Linked DNA regions of Mus musculus: all the other regions are linked to region 3. The links are chromatin contacts, called in public HiChIP or PLAC-seq maps. All regions are on one chromosome and are shown on one strand. The core of a region is the stretch at or near the end of the contact, and the rest is flanking DNA. Distances in the headings are between cores, read along the strand shown.

What was found. HiChIP or PLAC-seq counts read pairs in DNA pulled down with a chosen protein or histone mark.
Region 1: a contact with region 3 is called in an H3K4me3 HiChIP or PLAC-seq map of stem cell-derived neural progenitor cells, with 41 read pairs. The contact joins the enhancer-like site here to the promoter of Tnfrsf21 in region 3. A contact is called at or near these places in 6 of 39 promoter capture datasets (the C10 cell line, the HPC-7 cell line, cranial neural crest and 3 more), 1 of 484 Hi-C or Micro-C datasets (bone marrow-derived macrophages), 12 of 115 datasets of contacts at active chromatin or transcription factors (bone marrow-derived macrophages, embryonic basal ganglia, embryonic forebrain and 7 more) and 3 of 9 other capture datasets (adipose tissue, liver and pancreatic islet).
Region 2: a contact with region 3 is called in a FOXA1 HiChIP or PLAC-seq map of pancreatic cancer cells. The contact joins the enhancer-like site here to the promoter of Tnfrsf21 in region 3. A contact is called at or near these places in 23 of 39 promoter capture datasets (the 3T3-L1 cell line, 3T3-L1-derived adipocytes, the C10 cell line and 17 more), 6 of 15 datasets of contacts at CTCF or cohesin (CD8 T cells, embryonic stem cells, hippocampal excitatory neurons and 1 more), 175 of 484 Hi-C or Micro-C datasets (the 63-12 cell line, 8-cell embryo, the AML12 cell line and 98 more), 48 of 115 datasets of contacts at active chromatin or transcription factors (CD8 T cells, the HPC-7 cell line, PVALB interneurons and 30 more) and 6 of 9 other capture datasets (adipose tissue, embryonic stem cells, embryonic tail and 3 more).
Region 4: an HNF4G HiChIP or PLAC-seq map of pancreatic cancer cells shows a contact between it and region 3. The contact joins the enhancer-like site here to the promoter of Tnfrsf21 in region 3. A contact is called at or near these places in 5 of 39 promoter capture datasets (3T3-L1-derived adipocytes, the C10 cell line, cranial neural crest and 2 more), 1 of 15 datasets of contacts at CTCF or cohesin (embryonic stem cells), 8 of 484 Hi-C or Micro-C datasets (Sertoli cells, bone marrow-derived macrophages, cerebral cortex and 4 more), 14 of 115 datasets of contacts at active chromatin or transcription factors (bone marrow-derived macrophages, embryonic forebrain, embryonic hindbrain and 8 more) and 2 of 9 other capture datasets (adipose tissue and liver).

Annotation. Positions count from the first base shown.
Region 1 is chr17:43,195,034-43,200,433 of GRCm38.p6, reverse strand. No RefSeq gene overlaps it. Among named protein-coding and RNA genes, the nearest start is that of E130008D07Rik, 39 kb to the right of the region's middle. Within about 2 kb of position 2,928, at least 10 of the 459 cell types and tissues checked have an H3K27ac peak or open chromatin away from gene starts, as enhancers often do. A contact at or near this core is called in stem cell-derived neural progenitor cells, where this site is marked.
Region 2 is chr17:43,217,975-43,223,456 of GRCm38.p6, reverse strand. No RefSeq gene overlaps it. Among named protein-coding and RNA genes, the nearest start is that of Adgrf1, 50 kb to the left of the region's middle. Within about 2 kb of position 3,531, at least 8 of the 459 cell types and tissues checked have an H3K27ac peak or open chromatin away from gene starts, as enhancers often do. A contact at or near this core is called in epidermal suprabasal cells, pancreatic cancer cells and trophoblast stem cells, where this site is marked.
Region 3 is chr17:43,014,630-43,020,354 of GRCm38.p6, reverse strand. Tnfrsf21 (tumor necrosis factor receptor superfamily, member 21) reads right to left here and starts at 3,800. Exons shown (of 6, transcript NM_178589.3): 1 at 3,263-3,800. The coding sequence starts at 3,358.
Region 4 is chr17:43,174,103-43,180,178 of GRCm38.p6, reverse strand. No RefSeq gene overlaps it. Among named protein-coding and RNA genes, the nearest start is that of E130008D07Rik, 19 kb to the right of the region's middle. Within about 2 kb of position 2,763, at least 34 of the 459 cell types and tissues checked have an H3K27ac peak or open chromatin away from gene starts, as enhancers often do. A contact at or near this core is called in pancreatic cancer cells, trophoblast stem cells and uterus, where this site is marked.

The sequences.
Region 1 (5,400 bases), core at 1,679-4,178, 180 kb before region 3:
CTGCAATAACCAACTTAATTGCTGTTTTGAATAAGAAATAAATATTTCATCAGGTTCTTTTCCAAAATACTTACATGATTCTAACCTACAATTCTGTATTAACACACCAACAGCTTTAAAACAGGATGTTAAGACTTTTCTTGGAGAGAAAGAAAGATTATCATAGTCTATATAGTGTATCTGTTGTTAACTAATAGCTTCCTCCACTGTCTGCAAAGCAAATTGTTCCTTACCAGGTAACTGTAGAGGGGGATTAGAATTTGCATCCTCCTTGATAATATCAACCAGAAGCTTAAGTCTTCCTGTGGTGAGCTTAAGATGAGGTCTTAGCCAATTAACATCTTCTAGAAGCTTTTGAAAATAATTTAAAGTAAGTAAGCTATCTTTTCTTATTTGAATTTTCTGTGCCACAGTTTGTTTAAAGTATAACTGATGCCCCAAATATTGAAAAGGATATTGTCTTTGAATCTTTTCTGGAGCAACAACTACTCCCCCAAAATTTAAAACTTGTTGTATAAAAGCAAAGGCTTGTAGTAAAACCCCTTCAGAGGTATCAGCTAATAAAATATCCACATAATGAATAATATACACGGAAAGATTCAAAGTCCTAACGTCTTGTATTGAAGCAGCAACAATTTTTTAAAAAATAATATAGAGTTATTAGCCATTCCTTGAGGCAAAACTTCCCAGTGATATCTATTACTTCATGGGTTCTTTAAAATTACAGGCAGGCACACTAAATGCAAACCTTTTACAATCATCAGGATGCAAAGAAATAGTATAAAAACAATCTTTTAATTTTATAATTATTTTTTATGGTTTTTTTTTTTTGGAATTGCAGCTGGAGTAGGTAAGCCAGGTTGTAATTCTGCCATAAATTCCTAGTTTCATTAACCTTTCATAAATCTTTCAATAATCTCTACTTGCCTGATTTCTTCTTAATTACAAATGTGGGTAAATTAAAATCTTGAGCTTGTGATTGAATTATAGACTGCAGCTAATGGAACATTGACAGTTGCACTATAATTTTTAAGTTTATTTTGCAATATTAGAGCATAACCATAATTTTGGAAGCAGACCCCAATTTTTAACAGTGTAAACAACCCATTCTCCCTAAAATCAATACCAAGTACATTACTTTCATGTTACAAAGTTTGGCTGCCAGCTTTTTATATATGAATGCATGATAGTGCAGCTTTTAATACCACATTATTTTAAATCCTATCTTTTATAAGTCTGTATCTAGGACAAGAATTACATAAAATATTATCCCAATGTAGAGGTATCTATAGAGACTTATTTTCCTAGGTTGGTTCATGCCATGTGTTGTTGTCTAGAATGACTCCATCCCTGAGTTACCAGTTTTAAGCCAACTTTCTGTTACCAATGTTACAAATTTTTAATCATACCCAATAACTTATAAACCAACAATCTAGAACCAAGACATACAGAACATATTTATACATTTAAGATGCTACATCCACTCCAGTAGTGACTTGCTTGACAGGCTTAGAAACCTGGAAGCAGTCCCGAGGCGAAGAGTTTCATGGAAGCTTAGTCTCCTGGAACTGTGGCATATCATAGCACGTATGTTCCAATTTTGTCCTTGGGAATGGATCTGTGTGCTTCCTTTCAGTATTGTTAGGTGCCTCCAAGCAATGACTTGCCAAATACCTAAGCATAATTGAACTTTGCTTCCTGGCCTTCACCAATGCCCTAGGTAGTCCTTGAGCCAACCCTGGGCTTGGAATTCAGTAAGAATGTTGCCTATTCAGTGACATTCAGAATTGCCTCTAGTATTGTAAGAGAGATACTGAAAGAAATCAGGCATTACTATCTACTTACTACATAGAGTTAGAAATCTCAGAGCAAGCTTAGCAAAGTAAGTTTAGAATTCTTATTATAGTTATGTATGGCAGACTACATTACTTATTAGTAGAAAGTCCCACACACACTATCACTTAGAATAAAAGCCAAGTCACTCCGAAATATAGGTATTTACAATGGTTTAGGAAGTAGATCTGGCTGTGGTTTTAGAGTATTGCATTATTCATGAGAAGGTTAGCTAGAGTGGAACTCCCTAATTAGAACCATGACTTGGGCGTGAAAGCCCTTGCCCTGGGAGTGTAAAAACCTCACACCTGGCTTCTAAGAATACAGCTGACCTTAGATAGAGCTGACTTTGTCTCAGTTGTTTTATTGCCCAGTTCCTGCCAGTCTTTGTGTTTGCATTCCTCTGTTTTGTGTTAGAGTCATTAAGCATCCGGTAACCTCATTGTACCTTGCCAATGTGTCACCTACCTTCCCTATTTTATTCTGTATAAAAAGTTTGATGCTCAATTTGACATTACATTCAGATCCAGTACACTCTCTCATGTCTGTGTCTGTCAGTCAATTCTTGCCAACTCCATGCACACCTGCCAGAACCCCTGATTCCCACGGATTGAGAGGGGCCGACTGGGCCCAGTTCATGGCATTAAGACCAGTCAGAATGAAACATAAAGGGGCTGGAGAGATGGCTCAGTGGTCAAGAGCAATGATTTCTCTTCCAGATGTCCTGAGTTCAATTCCCAGCAACCACATAGTGGCTCACAACCATCTGTAATGAGATCCGATGCCCTTTTCTGGTATGTGTGAAAACATATACAGTGTACCCATATAAATAAAATAAATCTTAAAAAAAAAAGAATCAAACATAAAGTGAGTGACCACACTCATTTTATATATTTAGACTAGACAAATTTTTCTTACTTTTTCTAGCTGCAATTTCAAGGGAGGAGCACCTTGTCACCTGCTGAACCCAATAATCACAGTCTTGGAGATTTTTCTAGAAGAAACAACCATCTGCTCCCTTACACAGAAGCTGAGAAGTTGCTGACCCCTTTAAGAGAAGCTTGTGAAAATAGTCAGCCGTTGCAGGGCTTCTCCAGCTGTGCTTGATTCCTAGCTACCAGTGCTGGGCTACTTACCAGGTTTTGTTGTGCAAATTGAGACTGTCTTTGGTTTGCTTTTTGTTTTCTGTTTTTGAAAGGAGTTAAAACTAAATCAAGTGGTGAATGACTTAGCAGATGAAGTTGTAAACTTTTTTTTTTCCTTTTCAACATGAAACACAGAGCAACAATCAATGAATCAAAAACACATACATAAACTGACAGATATGGACAGATTGGCACTCCAAGGACAGACAATAGACAGAGAGGGAAGAAAATTAGATGTGTCAAAGGGACCCAGATACCCTACCTAAAAGAGTCAGAACAGGAGCCAGAGAGGAGGCAAGGTGTCTCTCGACCTCCTCCTGCCCCTAGGGGAGCGCTGGAACAGCCTAGGTTCATGTTTCTCCCCTTTTGCCAAACCATCCCAGACAGGGGGAGGACTGCTTTTCTGAAACCCATTCTTTCTCTCACATCCAGGGTTAAACTATCTCTAACTAGGGTCCAAAACCTAAACCCATCTATGTGAATTATCTTCACTCCTCTAGATTTTAGCATAACTCTAAACACATACACAAAAATACATTCTACCAATATCTTGTCCCTTTTCACAAAGTTTATTCACCACTGGCCCAAATCTTCTTTATTTTCCTTTGCCTTTACTGGCTTTGCTAGAGCTTTTCTTCCCATGGTGTCCTTCATTGTATCCCCTTACTTGAACTCCGATGTTGAGGAGCCGTCTGACCAAGTCAGCTCCGTCAGTCAACAGGGCCTCAAGGGAGGGAGGATTGAAGAGAAAAAGACAATTAGGCAACGTTATAACATGACTCCAGCCAGTGCTGAGGCTGAAGCAGGGTTATTTTTTCCCAGTCAGCTTTTATACCATTCTAAGTACTTACAGAGAATAGAGTCAGGTCTTAGATCAAAGATAAAGTAATCAAGCAAGGTAATAAACAAAGAGATCAGACAAGGCAATAAACAAAACCCACTGGTCAATGTTTCTAGGGGCTTATCAGGATGACTAAGTTAAAAGAGAAGTCCCACATTCCTTGGCTGTGCTTACTTTGATCCTTGCATTAGCCCAAATGCAAATACTCTCATCAGATCCTACTTTCTCCTCCAAGCCCAGTGATAAGTACTTGCCCAATTTCTATAAGGGGCACCAAAAGCTCTCCACAAGGGATAGACTGTGACCCAAAAGCATCTTAGTAGGTGTCTTAGGGTTTTACTGCTGTGAACAGACACCATGACCAAGGCAACTCTTATAAAGAACAACATTTAATTGGGGCTGGCTTACAGGTTCAGACATTCAGTCTATAATCATCAAAGTGGGAGCTTGGCAGCATGTAGGCAGACATGGTACTGGAGCAGGAGCTGAGAGTTCTTGATCTGAAGGCATCTAGGGAAGACTGCCTGTCTCCCAGGCAACTAAGAGAAGAGACTCAAAGCCCACCCCCACAGTGACAGACTTCCTCTGACAAGGCTACACCTACTCCAATGAGACCACATGTCCTAATAGTGTCACTCCCTGGACCAAGCATATTTAAACCACCACAGGAAGAAAAGGTTTATTTCATTTTAACAGCTCATAGTCCATCATCAAGAGAAGCCTAGGCAGGAACACAAGGAAGGAACTTAAAACCACTGAGACATTTTGCTTACTGACTTGCTCCCTTTGCCTTGCTCAGCTATTTTTTTCTAAACAGAGCCCAGGTCCACATGCTTAAGGATTGCATTGCCCTCAGATAATTCTTCCATCAATTATCAATCAGGAAAATGTACCTATAGACATTTTCACAGGTCAGTCTGATGGAAGCAACACTTCAACTTCCACGTTCAGCAAGAGATCCTGACTCAATAAATAAAGTGGAGCTCAAGTAAAGAACACAATAAAATTCTTATCTCGATACACATACATCCATGGATATGTGTGACCCCATACACACATTCATGTCTACACCCACATCTCACATAAACACATGCACAAAGGGAGGGGAAAGATAGATAGGTAGGAGTAAACAATCACAATCTACTGGGACATAAGCCCCCATGGCACAGAAATAGGCAGTTGGGTAACCAAGCAGTCTTAACAAGTTGTCATTGATCTTGGGGAAAGGTGAACCTGAAGTTCAGTTGGTGAATTGATGGAGGTTGTGTTGACAGCTTCAGAAGTTGACTTTAGGAGACATACAGGGTCATAAAAGTTCTCCACAGGTCTGTGAATTTTAAAAAAAAGTTGTGTGTGTGTGTGTGTGTGTGTGTGTGTGTGTGTGTGTGTGTGCTTAAATGTGTGAACAGGTGACCTTGGAAGCCAGAAACATCATCAGCACTCCTTAGAGCTAAATTCCAGGACATTGGTGGCCACCAAATGTAGGTGTTTGGAATGGAACTCTGGTCCTCTGCATCTCTGCATCTCACCTCTGTGAATCATACTCTAGGGCTCTACAGTTGTGTTGTGTATACATATACA
Region 2 (5,482 bases), core at 2,282-4,781, 200 kb before region 3:
TGCTTTCAAGGCAGGTTGAGCTATCTCCCTGGCCCACTCTAAGATGTCCTGGCACATTGTTTGATCTCTTAGTGATGTGCTTTCTTTTATAAAACACGTTTTTATACAAAAACTGGATTCTACATTTCTAGCAGTAAAGTGTGGAGCAAACACTCCTCAGTTACCTTCAAACTGGTCGAACAAGGTACTTGTTACCGAAGAAACAAACTTTTTATCTTCTTGGGACCACAGATGGGCTGGCTCACCCTCTGAGGTTCTTTCTTAACTTAGCCGTCACTCTACTTGTATCTAGAGGAGTATTCAGAAGCGGAGCCAGAATCAACTCTTCAAGCCCTGACTCCATCCCTCTCCCACATGGCGCTCGAGGGGTTTTCCTGGCCCATTGACCTGTGGGACATGGGATTTCAGCCAGGTCCAGTCCTGGAAAGGAGGAAGTCAAAGAACACTAGCTTTTTATAGGGCGCCATCAAAGAGCTCACAAAGACATGCTGTGCTCAAAAGGGTCCCACTGTCTCTAACGCTTAGGCTGTCCTCTCCTGGAGACCTCCTGGAGAATGTTAAAATGTTTAGAGGGGAAATTGTATAGCAGTTCTCTTTATATTTTTTATGTTTTCTTATTTTATTCATACATATGTAAACCTGTGTACCATGCGAATTGAAGAGCATGTGGAGGTCAGAAGATGGCATTAGGTCACCTGAAATCGGAGTTATAGGAAGTTATGAGGCACCTGATGAAGGCACTAGGAACTGAGCCTGGTTCTTCTGTAAGAGCAGTAAGCATTCCTAACCACTGAGCCATCTCTAGCCACTATATAGCTGTTCTCTTGATGAAAACTCAGGCCACTAATTTCCCAAAGGCAATAATACGCTTGCCATCTCTCCCACTCTGACTTCTGACATTTTTATATAGTAGCCTTTAAGCCAGTGTTATGGCCATTTCACTGGTGCAGGAGAAGCAGCCAAAAATACTGTGGATCATGGTCTCCAAAATTAGCCCCTGTGCACTGACAAGAATGAGGGGGATTTGCCAAGAATAGTAATGTTTAAAATACAAATGGAGACAACTACAGTTCAAAGGAATTTATTTAGGGGTGGGGAGCATCCTCAGTTAGTTTGATTGTCTACTTGACACTACATAAAATGTCTTAGTTTCTATAGCTGTGGTAAAATATCATGACCAAAAGCCCAACTTTGGGAAGAAAATGTTTACTTCTGAGTTATACTTCCACATCACAGGCCTTCATCACAGCAAGTCAAGGTAGGAACTCAAGCAGGGCAGGAACCTGGAGGCAGGAACTTAAAAAAAAAAAAGCCATTGAGGAGGGCATCTTACTGGTTTGCTCTCCAAGCCTCGCTCAGCCTAATTTCTTATGCAAACCAGAACTACAAAACCCATAAATTATCAATTAAGAAAATGCACTATAGACTTGCCTTCAGGCCAACACAGTAGGGACATTGTCTCAACTGAGGTCTGTTATAAATAAATAAACAAACAAAACCTCTAGTTTGTGTCAAAATGAAACTAGCAAACACACTAGACTCACCTGGGAAGAGGGTTGAAAAGTTGCCTTGATCAAATTTATCTGTAACCATGTGTGGTGGTTTGAATAAAAATGATCCCTATTGGCCCATATATTTGAAAGCTTAGTCACCAGGGAGTAGTATTATTTGAATGGATTAGAAGGATTAGGAGGTATAGCCTTGTTGGAGTAGGTATGGCTTTGTTGGAGGAAGTTTGTCCCTGCAGGTGGGCTTTGAGGTTTCTAAATCCCATGCTATAGGCCAGGTTCCCTTTTGCTGCTTGTGGGTCAGGATGTAGAATTCTCAGCTACTGCTCCAGCACCATGCCTATGTGCATCCATGATGCCACAATGATAATGGGCCAACCTCTGAAATAGTAAACAGGCCTACAATTAAATCTTGCCTTTTATAAAAGTCGCTTTGGTCATAGTGTCTCTTCACAGCAGTAGAACAGTAGTAATTAAGACACCATGTCTGTGAAAAACTATCTGGATTGATGACTGACGTGGGAGGACACAGCCCATTGTGAGAAGGTAGGCCTAGGCTGTATGTGAAAGCTAGCTGAGCATGTGCCCATGAGTAAGCCGGTAAGCCACTGGGGATTGGTCTGGTGCTATGTATACAGATGCTAAATTCTGAACCCCAAGAGCTGATTGCTGTCCAGAGGAGTGCATTTTCATATACACTGACCTTTGCTGTGTAAACCTTGCTCCCCAATTTAGAGTTGATTGGTTAATAATAAAAAACAAAACAAATTAACTAACAAACAAAACCAGCCAATAATTGGGCAGAAGAGAAGTAGATGAGATTGGCGTTCCCAAGCTTGGGGTCAGAGGTGGAGCCATGAAGGAGAAAAAAATAAAAAGAGAAGAGAAGAAATGGGAGAAAGAGAGGATGCAGAGAAAAACTGTTTGGTTTTGGAACCCTGGACAAGGGACTGAGGTGCATATTTTACACATCAAAGCAGACCTAGCCTCAAGGTTCTTCCAGCATCCCTCAGTCCCTACCTGGCATACTCTGCCCCCCAGCCCTAAACTTTCCAGCACAAGGGCTAGGCTGCCCTTCCCCCAGAGGCTCTTCCCTATGTAATCCAGACATTTTGCTTTCTCCTCTCTCCCTCCTTTTCCTTCTCTCTCTTCCGTCTCTGCACTCTGTCGCCCTTTCTTTATTTCTCTTCCCCTTCCCCCCTCCCCATAGTGATTTCCCTGGCAGAGGTCCTTGGGGCCAGTGAACTAGTCCAACAGCAGCTTCCCAATAAATCTGCCTTTAATATATAATCTAATCTGACTTGAATTGGTTCTTTTCATTGGCAATGGAGAAATAACCTATCAGGAATGTAGCCTGATGGAGTGGATTCAGCCCAGTCAGGACAAATGACAAATACTGGCAAAGAACTTGGGGTGTGTAGCTGGGAGGTGGCCAGACTGGCTTAGAAAATTAGTTTAAAGGTACCTGCCCAATTATTATGCTTTTAAGCTCATTTGAATAAATCCTTAGATCTCTCTCAATTCCTTGGGAACTAGCTGAGTTAGAAAACTATACAAGATATTAATTATTCCACCACAATAAACAGCACTTCTCCACGGTTTCCTCTCTAAGCTCCTGCCCTGAGTTCGTGCTCTGGCTGGCTTCCCTTGATGATGGACAGTGTAAGATGAAAAAAACCCTTTCCTCCCTAAATTGCTTTTGGTCACCATAGTTATCAAAACGACAGAAAGCAAACTAAGGCAGCAAGTTGAAGGTGATAGGGTCACTTGGTGGAAATGCCAGCAGGCCACTAAGGACACAGACGCTTTCTGTAGCTTCACCCAGGATGGAGGGCTGACAACTTAGCAAGAACATCACCAGAAAAGAAGACCAACCTTTCAGATACCTTAAGATAGAAATCCCAGGTTCCAGAACTGTGACACAATGCATTTCTGATATGTGAATCATCTTATTGTGGAGTTTTGTCACTCAAGCAGAAAGATAAACTGCCCATCCCTTCAAGCACAGCTTCAGGGTCCACCCTGACACATCACACTACTTTGCCTTATCGTGGCTCACTCCTTTGGTGGAATGCACCCTACCGCACCCACCTTTGTCTGGCTTGGTAAACAATTACCCATCTTTCTTTGAGATTTAGCAAGGGCATCCCTTCTAGTGCGAGTCTTACAGAGAACATCCCTTTCAAATGCACGACTGAGCTCTTCCTCCTACTCTGTGACTAGCACTCCTGTCATAGGACATGAAACTGTCAGGACTAGTAGATCATCTGCCCTTGGACCATTCTTAACCTCTGCTTAGTAATGGCACTGCCTGGGTAACTTTAAAGAGAACTATCACGAGCAGCATCTACCCCTGAGATCTGAAGCCAGTAGATACCCCAGTATGGCTCATGTGCAGTCAAGGACGAGGACCACTGTGTGAGGCAAAGCTCACAAAGGTTAGACAGTTGTCCAATAGGTAGGCAGTGCTCCCAAGATATAAAGTGCTCCCAGAGAATAGAAGTGACCCTGAAGGATAGATAATGTTCCCATGGTTTGGGCAGTACTCTGAAGAGATAGGCTGTGCTCCCAAAAGGTAGGTAGTGCTCCCATAGTATAGTCAGTCTTCTCAAGGTGTAGGTAGTGTTCCCAAAGAATAGACAATATCCCCAAAGAGTAGACAATGCTCCAAAGGAAGGGATTTCTGAGTTAATCTATTATTTGCCCTTATCATGAACAGAGGTCAGTTGTGAGGACGAAGTGAATAGGGATTGGGTGAACTGCACGAAGAAGCCCAGGTCTTCTATCCCTTCTATTTCCCACAACCTTTTGGAAAAGGCAGATTTGGGGTTTTTTAGCGCATTAGGCTGAGATCACTCCAAGCTAAGGAAAAGGGAGCATGTTAGTAGTTCTTTAAAACAAACACACAGCCAGGAGCTCATTTTAAATCTCATTTTCCTTCATTCAAATATTTAGAGCAATCTTTCCTCTTCTGAACACAGGACGGCGTGGGAAGGTCGCTTGTCAGCCTGACACTTCTGCTCCCTGTCCCTGTGTTTTCCCTTGAGGAATTCCAAAAAGGAAGCACAATGCTATCTTTAAGTGTTCCCAGTATTTACACCCAACCTTCCCTTGGAAAATGGAGTATGGGAAGATTCCAGGCTTGCTTTTCTTCCAGCATTTCTTCCCGAATCCCAAGTCTCTTCAAAATTCTTTCTCCTCCTAGTATATGATATACTGAACAGGACTTCATGGTTTTCATTTGTCCTATGGACAAAAATGAATGCATACTCTCTACTCACAATTCAGAAAAATGTTTTTTTTTTAGTGTTCTTAAGGGCTAGAGAGACCCCAGTGACATCACCAGAACCCATATAAAGTGAGCCAGACATGGTAGTGTATGCTTCCGATACCAGCACGCTTGAGGTGTGAAACAGTAGCTCCCTGGGGCTTAATGCCCAAACAGCCTCATCCAGTCAGTGATTTCTGGGTCATTTGTGTTCCTTTCTCAAAAAATAAAATAAAAAGGTAGACTGTGGCCTCGGGTCTCCATATGTGTGCACACACCAAAAGAACATTAAAAAGAACAATTGGCGGGACAGTGGTGGCGCTTACTTTTTTAATTCCAGCACTCAGGAGGCAGAGGCTGGTGGATCTCTGAGTTTGAGGCCGGCCTGGTGTGCAGAGCGAGTTCTGAGACAGTCGAAGTTACACAGAGGAGCCCTATCTTCAAAAATAAACCAAAACATTGATAATTGTACTGTGACTAATCAACTATTGATGTTTTAATAAACTTTGTTATAAATGATGTATCTATAGAATGAAAAGTTTGCCATTGATGTCTGTCCTGCATAGGTGTGCATGAGAGAGACAGAACACACAGTGTGGTGAGGTGCCTGGCCATAGTACTGTGCAAACTCACTTCTTTATATATCCGTAAGACGAAATCCCAACCCAATAATGCATTCGACTGAAGGAGTGTCTAACGATTTGGA
Region 3 (5,725 bases), core at 2,551-5,050:
AGAATCTTTCCACTCCTTCTTCTGCTATGCCTTCTTCCCTGTGCCTTCAGTGCAGGAATTCTCAGTCCGTGGATAACAGCAGTTTCCAAAGCTCCAAATCCAAAGTCTTTACCAAGGAAGTTGCTTTCCTCCCTTGACCATCCCTTGCAATCAGTCTATCTGTATAGTCAAACCAAGCTCCCTAAAGGCAAGAGGCACCTCTGACTGCATCCAGCATTGCAGTAAGCAAGTCCTTCTAGGACAATCCCTAAACCACTACAGATCTAAATGTCTCATTTACAGAACTTTGGCCTGGAACGTGTATGCTGCATTTCAGTTTGTGAGTAACTTCCAAACATGACACGGTCACATCAACACATCAGCAATAGAAATGCCAGCAACTAGACTGACTCACTCCAAAGGTCCTTGTGAACGTCTCACTTATATTCCCCAATTAATCAAGCCACCGTCTCAGCTACCTGCCAGCAGTCCTTCTCTGTCCTTACACTCACCAAACAACTTGAAGTTGTGAAACGGGCAGTGTGGTACGTGGGTGAGAGAGAGTAGGAGCCAAGGAGTTCCAGCCCAGAGTCACCACATACTACAACAGACCAGTAAGATTCTTGGAGACTATTTTCTCATCCGTAGAATGGAGGTGACACCCGTTTGACAGGGATAGTGGCATATTCTGTATAAATTAGCTCGCTGCTCTTTTGACAAGTTCATATGATAGGCATACATATCAGAGCCTATAGTAAGCTCTTCATGCTGATAGAAAAAAAAAAGAGCCACAAAAAACAACAAAGACTGCTATGAAAAAAAAATGAGAGAAGGGCAATTGGAAGCCATCATTATTTCTTTATCTAACCACCCTGTATATACATAGCATTAACCTTCCTGTATCCCCCATTATTCTTCTAGGTACCTCACACCATGTTTACTTGAGCTGTCCTACCTGGTGTCTGCTGTTAATGTGGCCAAGATTACCAATGGGACCAATTCTCCTGAGAACAGAGTCACCAGATCACTGTTGTATACAGAAACAGGGCCCGTCCTGATGACTGGACCGTCCAAAGTGGGGATGGAGAAGGTCATTGCATAGCTCCTGATGTTTCCTGGAGTATTCCCACACTCCAGGATGGTCAGCTCACCCTCCTCCTACTCCATCAATTTAAAGAAAGCCCTTTTGCCATAGTTACCAGGAAATCAAGGAACCCTGTAGCATCGTCACCTTGAGATTGTCTCTAAAATACCTTTCATAAACTTCATCAAACTGTCAAACTTATACTGTAGGTCATCAGTTGCAAATCTGGGTGCAATCTGTGGGTACATTGAGTTTGATCATTTAATAAAAAGAACTAGGCCCTTTCTTGGTTACTTAAAGCATATGGTTTTACTATGCTGAGACCTTCAAGGACCTATATATCAGGCTAAAAGTTAAAAAATAATTCCAGATTACGACTATACATTGAGCACTAACTTTAGATTGGATTTGAGTGGACTGATCTATAAGTATTGTATAAGGATTGTATCTGTGTGGAGCAGGGACACACGGCAGTATATGCTCATCACGGAAGCAGGTCTAAGACCTTTGGAGGGAACTCAGCAAGGGACCTAACTCAGGTCATTAGGATCAGTGCTTCCTTGAACTCGTTCAATCTAAGACTGTCAATTCAAGTCCACGGTCCCAAAGACTCTCTGATTATTTACTATCCACACTTGTTTAAAGGGCTTGGACTTTGCCATTGTTATAAAAAGACAGAAAAGCGTCTCTCAAGGGACACTGAGATTTACCTCATAAATGCTAAGAACAACAAACTTTCTTTAGCCCTCTCTCTCTCTCTCTCTCTCTCTCTCTCTCTCTCTCTCTCTCTCTCTCTCCCTAAACACACACACACACACACACACACACACACACACACACACACACACACACACACACACACAGAAAGAGAGTCAGCCAGAGAGAGAGACAGAGAGAGACAGAGAGAACCAGAATGTCTGTAGAATGAATTCCCAGGCCATAGCAACTGTCATGCCTTGGGATGGAAGCAGTAGATCTTGGCTGGCCAGGCAGTAAGCCCTTTAGAGGAAGGAGACAAGAGGCCTGCCTTCCCTTACACAGCCCAACCATGAAAACAAGCTCTTTTTTGTTTTTGTTTAGTTTTTAGCTAACAACCTTCATCCTCCCTGCAGGGATGAAAGACATGATTGGTTTATAGCATCTCAAGGGTTTGAATTCAAATTTTCTTCCACCTAATTCCCCACTTGGCCCCAATATTGGAAATAAAGGGCCAGCTGGGGGTAAGTTTTGGATAAGGGATGATGTCAGGTTTTGATCAGATAAAGTGATGGAGGATTGCAATCCGGGCACGCCCCAGATTTGGGTGCTGAGAGAGCCTGCATCATCTTGCTTGGTGACATGTCTAAACACAGAAAGGGAGAAATAAGAAAAGGATGGGGAAAATTAATCGTCCTTTATGTAGCTCTTTCCCCTCCCCCTCGACTGAGAGCCACAGCGCCGGTTGGCTCCAAGCCTGTGCTTTAGAGGCGCCTGGGTCTCTGGGTCCTTCTTCTCCTCCTCCCCCTCCCACCCCACCCCCACCACCCACCCGGGCTCCTTCTTCTTCTTCTTCTTTTGGCTTGCAGAAATCAGGACCCATCTGAACTAAGAGGGAGGAGAGAAGCAAGGAAGCTGAAGCAAGGGGTGGCCTGCGCCCTACTCCGGAAAGCTTCGCGCGCGGAAGCATGCAGCGGTTGCTCGCGTCCGGAGCGCACCGATCCGGCTGTCTCCACTGCGGTAGCATCCGGACATGACATTGCAGTAGCGACAAAGGAGCGGCCACAACCGGCAGCTGGCTACTGACAGGACTACTCGGGCCTCGCACCGCGCCGAGGGTCTGGCAGCGAATGATATTGGGGTGAGGCTGGGTGTTGGGGTGCGAGATAGGCCGAGTCGGGGGCAAAAACCCAAAAATGCGCAGGACCTCGAGGCGGACACCTCTCGCGCCTCCTTCAAGCAGCCAGATTGCAAGAAAAATAATTCTTTAACACTCACTAGCCTTAGCTCACCACACACACACACACACACACACACACACACACACACACACACACGATCTAGTAGGAGTCCTCCTCGGTCTGGCTATTGCCTTGTAACCAACCCTTCCAACCCGTCTGGTCCCACCGCGCGCCTCCGGCACTACGGGCCCGAGGACCCGCCCGGCTCCCGGACACAGGCTCGAACGTAGCCGCCACCCTAGGGTCCCCTCCTATCGCTCACCAGGAGAAGAGAGCCGGCGACCATCGTGGCTCCGACTTGGCCGGCGGTGCGGCTGCAAGAGGCGAGGGCGGTGATGCTGCTTGCCCGGGTCCCCATGGCCGAGCTCGGGGCTCGCAGCGGCGCCCGGGGCGCTCGGCCCCACGGCAGCTGGAATTGGTGGCTGTTTCTGCCCAGCGCCGCATCCACCGCCGCCTCACGGGCGGTGAGCCCATCTACCTCCAGCAGCCCATGTGCACTGCAGCAGCCAGGCACCCAGGCGGAAGAGGGAGGCAGCAGGGGAGGCTCCGAAAGGCGCTCAGCACCTGCCCAGGGGCGCTGGCGCCCGGGCGGTGAGAAGCAGGCGCGCTCGCAACCCGCGCCTCCCGGTGCTCTCCAACGACAGCGGCTGCGGAGAACCAGAGAGCAGGGCTAGCCGCGACAGTGCTAAAGAGCGACTTCCCATAGCGAAGCTTCCAGCCACTATCAAGCACTCGCCTCCTCCGCTGCCTAGACCGGCCGGCGAGGGACTGAGTCGGATGGCCACTCAGCTCGGGGACACACGTGGTGGCGCCGAAGGGGCGGAGAACGACCCTTTGTGATGTCACCCGGGAGGAGGCCGGGCTCTTTGTGCAGATGGAAAGAACTCAAGGCGCTCCAGAAACCGAGGGGAAGGAGAGGGTGCCCCTTGGCGTTAGCTGGAGGAATTGCGTTTGCTTGTTAACCTGCACACACCCCTCACCCCGACTTAACTTTAAAAAAAAAAAATGATTCCAAGTAGATTGTATGTAAAACAGAGACTATTTTCTTTTCCTAACATAAATATTAACAACAGCCAATATAACTTGCGCATAATGGCGCAGGCCTGTATTTTCATTGCCAGGAAAGCTGAGGAAGGAGAATTTGAAGTTGGAGGGAAATTCTGAGCTACACAGAAAACTCCTATCTCATGCATGCATGCATGCATGCATGCATGAATGAATGAATGAATGAATGAATGACCTGAGCATAACGGTGCCATTAAGCACTCTGTATAATGAGAATATGAACTTCTCCAATTCCAGGCCAGCCAAAATTGGAGTTCTACACAAGCCTGGCTTACAGAGCAAAATCCAGTCTCAGAAATCAATCAATCAATCAATCAATCAATCAATCAATTAAAGGAGCTAGAAAAAAAGCAAAAACCATGGAGCTTACATCAATTGCCAGACACAAAGAGACGTGTGTGTTGGTTCCCAAACTGCTGTGTTTTGAGGTCTGCTGTGTTCTCACAGTGGAGCAAAAGGAAAAAGCAAGTGTAGTCTCGGCATTTATGTGTGGCTCCCCTGCTTCCTGACTGCAGACCCGGTTTAACCAGCTGCCTCCTCTCCTCTCCTCTCCTCTCCTCTCCTCTCCTCTCCTCTCCTCTCCTCTCCTCTCCTCTCCTCTCCTCTCCTCTCCTCTCCTGCAATAACTGTATCCCTGAAACTGTTAGCCAGAAGAAACCTCCCCGTCTCTCAGTATTGTTGGCTATTTGTTCTCAGCAGTGAGGAACCTGGACAGAAACAACACTAAGCATCCCTGACAGGGAGTTGCCATGGTAGGAGCCCTATTTCCTTCCTTGCCAGTTACTACATGGAGAGTTGGTTCTTTTTCTCGGCATTCTTTGGAAGAATGAGATGTATTTAAAAATTAATATGAGGATTAATCCTACTCTCATCTTTCAAACATCTGCCAGTTAAAGAAATAAAACATATATTTAAAAAAGCTTGACCATAAACCCTGAAGGGGAATGCTGTAATATTAAGTTTCCAGTAAAAAATTTTTTTAAATTCTGAAAAATACTATCCTTAAATACAGAATTTTGTGAAAGGGGGTGATATTTCAACTTGAAATTCTCAAACTCTCTCCGAGGCTTCCAAAAGTGAAGGGGGATTACTATGTCTTCATGTATAATAGGGCCAATTAATTCTTCAAAACTTCAAATTATTGGCCACCACAATCAAAGGTCTTTCTGTTTAAAAGGGGGTGGGGGTGGGAAGTGAGATATTAAAGAAAAGGGGTCAGCTGACACCTTGCAGACAAATATGAGTTACTTGAGGTAATGTATGATTTGATCTTCCAAGCTGGGAGACTTTAATTTGGGTAAGTGTGGTTCTGACCTGCTCGTTCTCTTTGTTCTTCCTATTGTTTTCATGTTCCATAAGGTCCTTATGGGGCACTAATCATCAGAATTCAATTTTTCACGGGCCTTTGGGTTTGAGTTTGGTTTGGTTGGCTGGCTGCTTTTGGGTTGGGTCTTGCTGTGTAGCTCAGGTTAGCCTCCAGGGGATGGTTATCCTCCTTCATCACCACCTGAGTTACAGCCATGCAATCTCGATGCCTCTTGATACAATATATTCAGTTCATCTTGCTTACTGCTAACTAAGTAAAAACCCCTTAGTATTCTTCATCACAAACAAAAAACAAACAAAACAAAACAAAACAAAAGTGTCTATTGAATCTAGT
Region 4 (6,076 bases), core at 1,514-4,013, 160 kb before region 3:
ATTTCCGTATATTAAGCCATCCCTGCATCCCTGGGATGAAGCCTACTTGATCATGATGGATGATCATTGTGATATGTTCTTAGATTCGGTTTGCAAGGATTTTATTGAGTATTTTTGCATGGATATTCATAAGGGAAGTTGGTCTGAAGCTCTCTTTCTTTGTTGGATCTTTGTGTGGTTTAGGTATAAGAGTAATTGTGGCTTCATAGAATGAATTTGGTAGAGTACCTTCTGTTTCTATTTTGTGGAATAGTTTGAGGAGAGTTGGAATTAGATCTTCTTTGAAGGTCTGATAGAACTCTGCACTAAACCCATCTGGTCCTGGTTTTTTTTTTTTTTTTTTTTGGTTGGGAGCCTATTAATGACTGCTTCTATTTCTTTAGGAGAAATGGGACTGTTTAGATCGTTAATCTAATCCTGATTTAACTTTGGTACCTGGTATCTGCCTAGGAAGATGTCCATTTCATCCAGGTTTTCTAGTTTTGTTGAGTATAGACTTTTGTGGTAGGATCTGATGATGTTTTGGATTTCCTCAGGATCTGTTGTTGTCTCCTTTTTCATTTTTGATTTTGTTAAGTAGGATACTGTCCCTCTAGTTAGACTGGATACAAGTGCCCTCTAGTTAGACTGGCTAAGGGTTTATCTATCTTGTTGATTTTCTTAAAGAACCAGCTTCTGGTTTGGTTGATTCTTTGAATAGTTCTTTTTGTTTCCACTTGGTTGATTTCAGCCCTGAGTTTGATTATTTCCTGCCATCTACTCCTCTTGGGTGAATTTGCTTCCTTTAGTTCTAGAGCTTCTAGGTGTGCTGCAGGCTGCTAGTGTATGCTCTCTCTAGTTTCTTTTTGGAGGCACTTGGGGCTATGAGTTTTCCTCTTAGGACTGCCTTCATTGTGTCCCGTAAGTTTGGGTATGTTGTGGCTTCATTTTCATTAAACTCTAAAAAGTTTTTAATTTCTTTCTTTATTTCATCTATGACCAAGGAATCATTGAGTAGAGTCTTGTTCAGTTTCCACGTGAATGTTGGCTTTCTATTATTTATGCTGTTATTGAAGATCAGCCTTAGTCCGTGGTGATCAGGTAGGATGCATGAGATAATTTCAATATTTTTGTATCTATGGAGGCCTGTTTTGTGACCAATTATATGGTCAATTTTGGAGAAGGTACCATGAGGTGCTGAGAAGAAGGTATATCCTTTTTTTTAGGATAAGATGTTCTGTAGATATCTATTAGATCCATTTGTTTTATAACTTCTGTTAGTGTCCATGTGTCTCTGTTTAGTTTCTGTTTCCAGGATCTGTCCATTGGTGAGAGTGAGGTGTTGAAGTCTCCCACTATTATTGTGTGAGGTGCAATGTGTGCTTTGAGCTTTACTAAAGTTTCTTTAATGAATGTGGCTGCCCTTATATTTGGAGCATAGATATTAAGAATTGAGAATTTACCTTAGTAGATTTTATATTTGATGAGTATGAAGTGCCCCTCCTTGTCTTTTTTGATAACTTTGGGTTGGAAGTCGATTTTATTCGATATTAGAATGGCTACTCCAGCTTGTTTCTTCAGACCATTTGCTTGGAAAATTGTTTTCCAGCCTTTCACTCTGAGGTAGTGTCTGTCTTTTTCCCTGAGGTGGGTTTCCTGTAAGCAGCAAAATGTTGGGTCCTGTTTGTGTAGCCAGTCTATTAGTCTATGTCTTTTCATTGGGCAATTGAGTCCACTGGTGTTAAGAGAAATCAAAGAAAAGTAATTGTTGCTTCCTGTTAATTTTGTTGTTAAAGTTTGGATTCTGTTCTTGCTGCAGTCTTCTTTTAGGTTTGTTGAAAGATTATTTTCTTGCTTTTTCTAGGGTGTAGTTTCTGTCCTTGTGTTGGTGTTTTCCCTTTATTATCCTTTGAAGGGCTCGATTTGTGGAAAGATATTGTGTGAATTTGGCTTTATCATGGAATACTTTGGTTTCTCCATCTATGGTAATTGAGAGTTTGGCTGGGTATAGTAGCCTGGCCTGGGTTCTCTTAGGGTCTGCATAACATCTGTCCAGGATCTTCTGGCTTTCATAGTCTCTGGTGAGAAGTCTGGTGTAATTCTAATAGGCCTGCCTTTATATGTTACTTGACCTTTTTCCCTTACTGCTTTCAATATTCTGTCTTTATTTAGTGCATTTGTTGTTCTGATTATTATGTGTCAGAAGGAATTTCTTTTCTAGTCCAGTCTATTTGGAGTTCTATAGACCAAACCTTAATGATCATCTACTCTTGTAAGAGAGATGGAGTTCTCCAGCACAATGTAAAAATGAATTGATGCATAGGAATAACATAGGGGACTATCACATGCTATGGAGGTGTCAGAATTCAGAGAACTTCCTCAATTGGCAGTGAGGGTGGAGGTGGGGGTGAAGTGGGATGTAGTATGGTGAGGATCCAGCTTTAGACAAAGATTGCTTGAGAACAACTCTTAAAAGATGGATTTGCTTCTGAGCTATAAAAATGGAAGCCAGGGGAGAAGGAGAGAAAATGGATAGAAGGTAACATTTGTTTCCAGACCTAGAAGAATCAGCTAGAACCACCTGGAGAAACAGGAGACTAACCCTGCTTTCTGCTTATCCTCCACTTGAGAGTTGTGGCTGTTCTGGGCTCCAGCCCACGCCAGCACACATTCCTGCCCTTTGCTTTGTAGAGGCAGGAAGCTGTTGAAACCTAATGCCTCCACCTGTGTCTTGTCCAGCTCACTTTCACTCCCAGACCTTTTCCCTTCCATGGTAGATAATCTATTCTCTGGAAGTGACTCACCATGAAGTACAAATTACAAATATTGACACAGCAGGTTACCTCTGAGTAGACTGTGAACTTTGACAGCTATGCAGCCTCTATGGAAATCAGTGATGCTGGAGGGCAGTCTGCAGGGATTCTCAGAAGAGGGGTTGAATGCTGTTAAGAAGGCATAGCTCCTCTAGAAATTTTGGTCTACTCTCCTTCTCTTGCGGTTGTGCTGTTCATGTCACCTAGTACATGCTTTTGTTTTAATCAAAAGAGGATCTTATTCCAGGCTGATCTCAGTCTCATCCTTCTCCTGCTTCAGACACTGGAATCCCAAGATCACTATACCTATATTTCAATTATATGTGCACATGTCTCGCTTGCATATATTTATATGTACCACGTGGGTACCAGAGTGTCAGACCTCCCAGGACTGGAGCTGTAGATGGTTATAAGCTGCCATGTGGGAGCTGGGAGTCAAACCTGGGTCCTCTGGAAGAGCAGACAGTGCTCTTAACCACTGAGCCATTTCTCCAGCCTTGAATTTAAGCTTTTGAAGGGCATTGTTGTTCATCTGGTTTATCTGTACATCAAGTGCTTAGAACCAGGGCCTTGGCCACAGTAAACACTCAAAAGAATGCTGTTAGTCAACTATTGAATGGATCGTGTCTGCTTATGGTAGCACAGAGCTGACAAACCAAAGGAAAGAGTAGGAAACAAGAAAGCCAGAAACAAAACAAAACAGCACAATTTTATTTTACATGATACTTGCCTTTGTTACTGGGATAGTTTAAATAAAAAGAATTTTAATAAAAACAATTTTTAAATGTCAGTTTTGTTGACATAGAGCTGCAAATTCATCTCCTAGTTTTTAAAGCTATCCTGTATCTGTACATGAATATATGTGTTAAACAACATCAAAAAAGCACAAACTTAAAAAAAAAGGATTTAATATTTTATAAGTGTTTTTGAAAGGTAAAAAATCACTGCCAAGTGCAGAGAATGAGCATTTGTGGAATTCTCAGTCACAAAGGGGATGGTATAAAGCATCCCTCCCCCAACACTGCCTCATGAGCTCACAGTGGCAGCCCAAGACCAAGTCAGGATTCCTGCTTAGAGAGGCATGGGGCTCCCAAGTCTCCAGCCCTAGCTAAGGATCTGTTAACAGTCAAGGGACTTCCAGATCAGGGAGAGGCCACTTTGCTTAAGAGTGGTCCCTGGCAAGGCATCCAGACTCCAATGAATGGGTGTACATCAATATGTATATATATATATATATATATATATATATATATATATATATATATATACATACATGTATACATGTATATTATGTAACAGATAATATATGTAACATATAATATAATATAATATATAATGTGCTGATATATCAGAATTAAATATATATATGTATATATCTATTAATTAAATAGTACACAAAATTGGTAAGGGATGGAAATATGGCAGCAGGGGAGCTGAAAGGGGTTGGGAAGAGGAGTAGGGGTGAATATGGTCAAAATACACTGTACACATATATGGAATTTGTGAAGAATTAATAGAAAATATATTTTAAACATTTATAGCCAGGCAGCAGTGGTGGAAGCCTTTAACCCCAGCACTCAGGAGGCAGATGCAGATCGATCTTTGAGTTTGAGGCCAGCCTGGTCTATAGATCTAGGTCAGCCAGGGCTACAGAGAGAAACCCTGTCTTAATAACAACAACAACAACAAATTCATGGCCATCTTGCTAGGCAATAACATATTTATTTCCTTTTATTCTTTTACATGGCTATCTAATGATCTAGCACCTAGAAATACCAGGAAACTCTCTTCTGCAATTCCCTCTTGCTGGACATCAAGTTGTTTCCAACTTTTCACTGTGACTTTTAAAAGCACAACAAACGATCTGTGTGTTGCTAAATCTACGTGCTCATTATTTCCTCCTACAAAGGAAAATATTATCACCATTATTCTGCAATCACTGGTAACATTTACTGAATGTGCCCTGAGCCTGGCACTTTACAAATCACCATTTAATCCTCCCCTGGACTCTATTGTTTTCAAACAAGGAAAAGAACTTTAGAGCCACTGAGTGATATGCTGGAAAGTACTGTGGTTCATGTCTTTAGTTAAAGTTTTTGATTCGGACTGCCAAACTGTCTTCTGGTTTTAGTATGCTTTCAGGAATAACTTCAAATCTGTTCCTTCAGGTAAACCTTCCACTACAGAGAGATTACAGCACCTCCTTTAGAGATTGAGTCCCACACTTTATCAACCTGTTCAAGTTTATTTATCCCAGACCTTTGTGATAGTGTCTTTACCCCCATAGCCTTGTGATAGTTTAATTGCCTTATACTGCCAGGCAGTGCTAGATGTATTGACTCAGTTTATGATTGAACTGTGTTTGAGACAATAGAGGCCAGGGCTCAGAGTCCTGAAACAAAAGTTTGGATACCAATTTCATCTCTTTTCCTGGTATTGGATCTTGGTGCAGATCAATAGTCTTACCCGAGTCTTAACTAACTCACTTTATAAATGGCAAGGAAAACATTGAGTTCACTTGTCTCCCAGATGGCGAGGTGAGATGAAAAATTAAAATGGCTTTTCCAGAAATGACGGTAGGAATGCGAGGTACTGTCAGCATCACGACCATCCTTAAAAGCACTCTTCTTAGATAAACCTTGCTTTAGGGGGAAGAACCAACCTACCTCTTAAAAATTATTTCATGCATATGGCAAACATTTTATCTGAATCCCTGGAAAACAAAGAGCATCAACTTTTATTTCTTTTACTCATATCTGCTGATCAAAAGGGTGGAAGGCCTTGTTTTCTTAGACCAAAAACTGAGAGACAGAGCAGGCTGACCCTGAGAGACGTGGGTGACTCGGTACCTAAGTCGAATCAGGTCTCTTGGTGAGTATGAAACCAGTGAGCACAACAGTCAGATCAAAGAGTAGAGAAACATCTGCTCCCCAAACAAGGGAAGGGGCATATACAAATTCATAAAGGAAGTACGTAGAGGGGTAGGGATATTTGTGAGCATCCTGAGTTAAAGGTGACAGAGAAAATGTCCAATGAGGAAAGCTAATGGACATAATTACCTATGGGCATACTAAGTTCACACTCCAGAGTTTTAATATTTGTGTGTGTGTGTGTGTGTGTGTGTGTGTGTGTGTGTGTGTGTGCGTGTGCTTGTCTGTATGTGCACAATGTGCATGAAGACCTGGAAGGTCAGAAGAAAGTGACAGATCCCCTGGAACTGGAGTTATCAGCAATTGTAATCCGACCTATGTGGGTGCTAGGAACTGAACCTAGGTCTTCTCCAA